Regions from separate parts of the Sus scrofa genome. Here region 1 is linked to region 2. Evidence: chromatin contacts called from public Hi-C data. All regions are on one chromosome and are shown on one strand. Each heading gives the region's core, a stretch centred on a gene start, on an enhancer-like site or on the middle of the called end of the contact. The rest is flanking DNA. Distances are from core to core; before and after follow the strand shown. Region 1 has its middle 290 kb from the start of ANKRD50. Region 2 holds the start of LOC102159784 (atherin-like).

The links. Hi-C and Micro-C count contacts between places; a contact is called where the count stands out from the background.
Region 1: a contact with region 2 is called in a Hi-C map of fetal skeletal muscle, with 4 times the contacts expected there. The contact joins the enhancer-like site here to the promoter of LOC102159784 in region 2. A contact is called at or near these places in 1 of 5 promoter capture datasets (fetal skeletal muscle), 2 of 47 Hi-C or Micro-C datasets (embryonic fibroblasts and fetal skeletal muscle) and 1 of 2 datasets of contacts at active chromatin or transcription factors (skeletal muscle).

Annotation. Positions count from the first base shown.
Region 1 is chr8:100,069,096-100,072,663 of Sscrofa11.1, reverse strand. No RefSeq gene overlaps it. Among named protein-coding and RNA genes, the nearest start is that of ANKRD50, 290 kb to the right of the region's middle. Within about 2 kb of position 2,238, at least 4 of the 83 cell types and tissues checked have an H3K27ac peak or open chromatin away from gene starts, as enhancers often do. A contact at or near this core is called in fetal skeletal muscle, where this site is marked.
Region 2 is chr8:99,782,385-99,785,919 of Sscrofa11.1, reverse strand. It overlaps LOC102159784 (atherin-like), which reads left to right and starts at 2,281. Exons shown (of 3, transcript XM_021100545.1): 1 at 2,281-2,331; 2 at 2,660-3,522. The coding sequence starts at 2,281. ANKRD50 (ankyrin repeat domain-containing protein 50) reads right to left here and starts at 3,123. Exons shown (of 5, transcript XM_021101614.1): 1 at 2,857-3,123; 2 at 421-1,518. The coding sequence starts at 932.

The DNA of each region.
Region 1 (3,568 bases), core at 989-3,488, 290 kb before region 2:
TGTATTACTTTGGTTACAGAAATGTTAGATACCTCTTTCAAAGACAGAATAAGCCCATGCATTTTAATTCCTTTCAGTTTCAAACCTACTAGATTGATAGGTAAGGTACATAAGTGCTAATAAGTAAATAAATGAATAAAAACGTTCAAAACAAATGAGAAGTCTCTGTGACCCAGGAATACACACAGGAAGTGTAAGCAGTTTGTGTAGCCAGAAAACCCCCGGTGTGAGATGAGACTTAATTTCTGTGGCCATAGAAAGCTCACTCTGGATAAGACCAGGGGCTAGGACTTAAGGCTCAGTGAGGGGTTGTGAGGGGACCAAGTCCCTCATCTGGTGAGGGCCACAGCCTGACTTCTTGATGGAAGCTCCTGGGCCATCAGCAGCTCAAGTCCTACAATTTTTAAAATCTAAAATAACCCGATAGTATTAAATCATTTTTGCAACTATAATTGGACTCCATTGTATGATGATGTCAGGACAAGGTGAACATCTAAATTAAGACCTTCACATATTGTGAGAAAGGCAGCCTCATGTGGTGGCGAAAAACACAGACTGGGGAGTTGGACTGTCAAGATTGAGCCCAGCCTTGTCACTTGTGGTGTGTGACTCCAGGCCTCAGTTTCCCCCTCTGTAACTTTTGACTACTAGCAGTGCCTACCGCATAGGATTGTGTGAGTATAGAGTGAGTATTCATGTAGAACTCAGCCCATGGCTAAAACTTTGTAAATGTGTTATTATAACTGAAAAAATGTGTTCATCCAATATACATGAAGCATCCTATATAGTCAAGCTTTTGAGAGGTTGATTATGACATGAAATACTGATTTGGTAACTTTTGTATTCAATTTTAAATATCCTCCTCTTTTTCCCCTAGACTTTAATTCTTATTTTTAAACACCTAAGTGAAGTGACGACCCTGAATTGAAGTCTCTACAAAATATACATCACCTTCCAATGTCAGGTAAGAAAGTTTATGCTAAACTTTACCTTTGGAAAATACACTTGTCTTAGATGGAATTCATTAGCTCCAGCAAATTGTGAGACATTGAGAGTTCAAATCCCTAAGTGAGCTTTGCTCTCCCTTAAACTTGCTTTGCCCACATGCTGTACTCTCTTCTAGGCAGCAGCGTCACTCATGCTGCAGGTCAAGGCATCTTCCTTGTTGCTTCCTTCTTCCTCACTTTCCCTTCACCCCAATCCAATCACCCATTCTAAACTCAGGCTGTTTTATTTCTAAACATTTTCCAGCCTTGAACCCTCTTTTTCCTATTATCACCATCCTTATAGAGTTTCTCATCATTCCTCAAATGGCCAGTGTTCCCAGCCACCCAGCTGGGCTCTGTGCCAGCTGACCTGACCCCTGAATCCATCTGCCTCCCAGCTGCTAGAAAAAGCACTCCAAACAAAAGCCTGACAGTGGCTGTGCATGGCCACTGTGGGATAAGGTTTCATATCTCTGTTGGAGCATCCAGCCTCCTTTTCCAGCTTCTCAAGGGCTGCTCTCACATCTACAGGAAATGAAAGTTACCCACACTCTGTGGTTTTTCTCATGTATGTACCTTTTCTCATTCTGTCAATCAGCCTCGAATGCCCCCATCTTTCCCTCACACTCCCACCTCAGTCACCTTATCACCACAATGCCCAGCTGATTACTCTGCTCTTTGAAGATTGATTTCATCCAGTGACTTCTATTAAAAACAAAAACAAGAACAACCTTCCCTGAAGCTCCAAGACAGGGTTTAGGTGCCCTTCCACTGGGCTTCCAGAGTACTTGGACGTTTGTGTTTTGCCCTTGCAAATAAATTTTTTCTCTGGTAAAATGGCTTCCAGACTTAGCTATTCTTGATCCTTCGCCATGGATTAGACTTAATTATTAGAATGCAGTGTGCTAGACTTTGATGTTTAGTTATAAAATACAATGCATTATTAGCTTTTAAATAAAAGCCTTTCATACATGAAAACAAGAGTTTGAAATATATGAAGAATTTGCATGTTAACACCATTTATTTATATTTTAAATGAGAGAAAAATATGGTTTAACAGTAGCATGATATTATAATACTACTCTGTGTGTGTGTTTGTGTGTAGAGAAAGCATGGGGAATAATGAAGCAGTCCAACAAATCATAGGAATAAAAATGCTGAAAGTTTTTGGCTCTGTCTCTCTTTTCCACCAGTCTTTCCTCTATCAGCAGCTGTAGAAAGGGTTAGGCAGAGTTAGTCTCTGTGGTTCAGAGACTCTTCAGACACGTCACATCACAGACTAATCAAAACCAATCTCCCATACCCTCCCCTCTCTTACTGGCCTTTTCTCTGTGTTATTTATTGTGAAGTAGAATGACTTAACTTCACACTGAGGAGATTGGAGAGGCTTATAATGTCTTATGAAGGCTTTAGGAAAATTTGATTCTGTGTGTTTTATAGCAAGATATGAAACACATGCAATTAATAAATTTTATTATTTACTATTAATTTGAATAGAGAAAAAAGTTCTAAAATATCTTCTGTTTTTGCCTCATTCTACAAAAAGCAATATTGACATTGACTGTGGCTATAGTCTATGTTCAAAATTTGTCAGTTTTTTGTTGAGAGTAGGAACCAAGAGGTGTACATTTTAATTTTCTCAGTGTTTTCTGTTGGGTTTGCATAGTAGGTACTCAGTTTGATTGTTGAGTTAAAAAAATTAACAAGTTAAATAAACGCATGAGTGATTTAGTAATTCAGTGGATCTCTGATTCTTCTTTAATAAGAAATTAAAGAGCCAAGTTTTATCCTACCAGTATTCATTCCAGGAAACAAACTGAATGAATAAATTTCAAAAAAATATCCAAAATTATCCCATTGTAGTTGTTGTGAGCTCTTGAACTCAGTTGTTATCCCTAAGAACTAAAAAGAGTTGGTTCTGAATTCAACTTATATTTCAAATCATTGAAATTTACACCAAACAATATAAAATTCTGATTCAGTTTTATTTTTGTCCTTTAGTTACCTAATGAGAAGGTTGGATGAAAAAGCATGCACAACTGCAGGCTTTTTATCTAACTTCTAGGGCCCTATATGTGTCACACTCTTCTTCCTTTAGAGTCTTTAACCCAAATAACTATCATTATTTTCATATTTCGAGAAAAAGGAGAAAGATAATTCTTAGATGTTAATTTCTACCATCAATAACTCCTTTTTAAAAAGTCATATTTGGCCTAAGTAAAAGCTGTTATAAGCAGACAGAATAGCCTGGTGGAATTTTCACTTGCTAAATTCATATCAAATATGAAGTGCACTCTGTCATAACTAACATGTTGAATACAAACTACAAATGGCTCATTTCAGCATAAGATAGATTATGATTTCAACCAAACTTTGCTTATGTTTTTAAAAAATAATGGAATTTGCTCAACTTGTAATACTTTTTCTTTGTTTCTATGTAACTGAAATAATTATTGACTCAGGAACTTGAGATTTTTTTTTTTAATTTCATACATTCAACAACATACATGTTTTTCCTGTTCACTATTAGATGATTGTTTTTGATTCCCACACCCTATCCCATAATCTGTTCTCTTAGATGA
Region 2 (3,535 bases), core at 1,032-3,531:
CATCAAACCTAGAGTGCCATATTTGTGATACAGGCATTGCCTGAAAAATTTCCTCCTTAATTTAGGAATGATACAACAGTTCTAACCCTGATTTTGATAGCTAATAGCAGATTTGCCCTATTTGCCAGAGTTTTAGTGGACAGCCCTTACACATTACAAAGTCTGCAAGAATCACACCTCTCAAACTAAGTTTCTTGTTTCACATTGTTATTAAACAAGTAAAAGACATACGTTTAATGGATATCCTCACAATACAAAGCTTAAATTTTACTTCCTTCAGCATTCAAAGTGAGCAGATTATCTGCAAATATCCAGCAGTAGTAAAAGTACCCCACAAAGTCAAAAATCAAAAAAACACAAAAAAACAAAAAACTTTAATCTTTGCATAGAAACAGAACACCATGACATTCTCACAGTTACCTTTTAAATGCTTCAGCTGGGTTTCTCTCACATTCCCCGGGCTGTAGGAGGCTTTGAACTGCTGGATCCCTTAGCTTGTCTTCATATCCTTGGAGTAGTCTGCTGCGGCAGATCTGGGCAACCAGACCTCTAATGAACCCTCCAACACACAAAGTGTCAGAATCCTGGGCTTTGCAGAAGTGAAAAGCCAAAGCCTGGCGATGTAAACCTCTCTGCAAGCTTGTAGGTGAACTTGGCCATAAGAGCTCAGTGCAAAGGGCTGTCTTGCCACTGCCAGGCCCTCCTACCAATAATACACCCCAAGCAGCTCCTTTTCCAGAGATAACACTAGCATTATTCCCAGAATTCATTACTAGGGGTTGTGTGTTGACAACACTGTTGCAGCAGTTAGTTTTCTCCTGGAGGCAATGCTGAAGCTTGTGGAAAACCCACTCCCTACAGTAAAACTGCTTCCCCTGTAGTAAACTCGTTTGAGCCATTTTGCAGACTTTCTCTTCCCAAGGATTAGTCATAATAGGTTTCTTATCTTCAACATTTGCTAGAATCTGGATACATCAAGGTCTTTACATCCATTAGGACATAACTTGCACATTAAGTTGACTTTGAATGACACAGTAATAACCAGTTACAGTAAAATTCAACAGCCACAGAGTCCGTCTGCCAACAGAATGTGCATGACTTTACTTGGCTCTTTATTCTTGATAATCAGCAGAGAATATATTAGTTTATATTAATTGCGGAACTGGTGGAAAACTGCCTGGTTCCGAACCTTGGCAACACTTTTCCTATATCTTGATGGGTCGAGTAACTCCATGGTTACATGTGGAGTTTAAGTGATTGTGGATGTTTCAAGTATGTAGATGAGACAATACATCTGGAAAACTAAAGAGAAAGCCCAATCTTTCAATCTGTACAAAATGCTTCTCCAGATTTCAAGCGTTAACTTTGTATCTGAAAATTGGATCCAGAAGAGGTGTCCATTATAGTAAATGCTATCAAAGAGATTGAATTTACACAGTAGATTGTTAGTGCTACACTTCTTGTTGAAGGACAGTCACTCCAAGTATGAGACCTTGCCAGTTTCTGAAATATGGGCAACTGCGAGGGAGAGAACTGTTTCAGATTATGGTCTCTTACGTGGCAAAAATGACAAACCACTGTTAACACCTTCTTAATTCAAAGCATTCATTAAATGCAATTTTTTAAGATAGATTCTTGATTAACCTGCCCACAGGTTCCTCGGTTTAAGATATCCAGGTAATCAGTAATTCCCTAGTCACTCAAATAAAATATACAAAAAAAATCTTAGTGCAAAATACCGCAGGCTAAAAGCCTACTTAGCAAAGAATACAATTTACCAGTTAATATCAAAAATCCATACACTTCATCTCTAGCACTTTTAAAAAGTTGGGCAACTAACCCAAAACCAGAATTATATTTTCCTTTCTCTATAGTTAGGCTTCCCAAACGGCTACATCTGAATCAAGTTACCCTAGATTTTTAAAATCTCGCTGGAGAAAGGAGAAAAGAACACTTTATTCACATGCAGTAACATCCTTAACTAGCCAGAAAGGTCTTTGGGACTAGCTTGGTAGAAGAGCGCCGTTAAAAAAGCTCTATTAACTTGCACAGACCAGCCAATCAAGGGGTCTATTTACTTGACCAGCCACACTTCTTTGTTGATAGTTCGCAAAATTTTGGAGATGATTATCAGGATTGCGGCTGGATGGAAATGGATTAAAAAGAAAAAAAGAGGGGAGGAGGGAGATGAGTTTACATGAATGATAAATCCAAACACCAATACAACGTGAATCTTTCCTTCCTCTGCGCCAAAGAGTAAGGTTTCGGATGGGGTAAGGAATGAAATCTACTGTGACCGGAGAAAAGGCTGCCTGGGAGAATTCCTTCCAGGCAGGAAAGGGATAAGGAGTAGAGGGCTTCGGGGCTGGTGGGTGTTTGCCTACAGTTCCGGCCTCTAGTTTCAGCTGATAGACAAAAGGAACTCCGGGATTCCCAAAGACGGGAACCTCCCTCGGGTTCAGCAGCCCCAGGGAGCCACAGGGGGGCCACCTCGTAGAGGCCAAGGACGGAGGTGTAGCCTCCACACAGAGGTCTTCCTTCCAGAAGGCTGGGAACGCCTCGACACCCCGCCCCGCCTCGAGACTGGGGTGTGTCCTTTCAAGGGGGAGGGGGTGCACGACGTCCTCGCCAATCCTTGATAAGGGGTCGCCTCCGATAGGTGTCCAACTCCGCGCCCCCACCCCGGGCGCCGCTCCCGCCCCGGCCCGGCCCACAGCGGAGCCACCGGAGAAATAGGGTCTGCGGCCGAAGGCTGGAAAGGGTGGGTGGGTCAGGTCGGAGCCTCAACCCCAGCCCCCGAGATTCCGACCTGAGGGTGGGGCCTCGCTTCCAGCGCCGCCGCCGCCCCTCGGTTACCTCGGTCCCGGCCGCCGCCGCCGCCGCTGCGGACTCTCAGCCTCAGGCACTTGCTTCGCTGAGAAGCCGCCGCCGCCAGCGCTCCCCGGACTCAGCTGCAGCCGCTTCCTCAGCCCGGCCCGGAGCACGCTCCTGGGTCCAGAGCCTCTCTTGGCCCCCGGCAACTGCCACTTCCAGCTGCCCCAGCAGCCTCGGCCGCGCTCCTCCCAACCCCCACTGGCCAACCGCCGCCGCTGCCGCCGCCGCCGCCAGGGCAATGACTGTCTCAGGCAGCCCCGGACCCGGCCGGCTCCTCCCCGCCTTCGGCCCCGCCCTCCCGGCGCAAGCCCCGCCCCCTCGGACGCTCGGCCTTTCTTCGGCCGCCGGCTCCGCCCTCTCGCCCAGCTCCGCCCTCACGGCGCAGTCCCGCCGTCGCCCGTGCCTGGGCGTGTGCGGGCTCCTGGGACTCGCTGCTTGCCCCGCCGGGAGACCTTTCTGGGGGCGGCCCGGCGGCTCCGCCTGTCTCAGGGATGGAGGCGGGAAGAGGGCGGGGGCTGCGTTCTCACGTCCCCGAGCTCACGCGAGTCGCTGCCCCCACCCACCCCGTCACCACTCGGCCGTGAGCCTTCCTTTGTCTTCCAGGCCTGAGAGAGTCGTTGCTTTGGGGGCCATACCGCTGCTTAGAGGGTCAGTTGAGCTA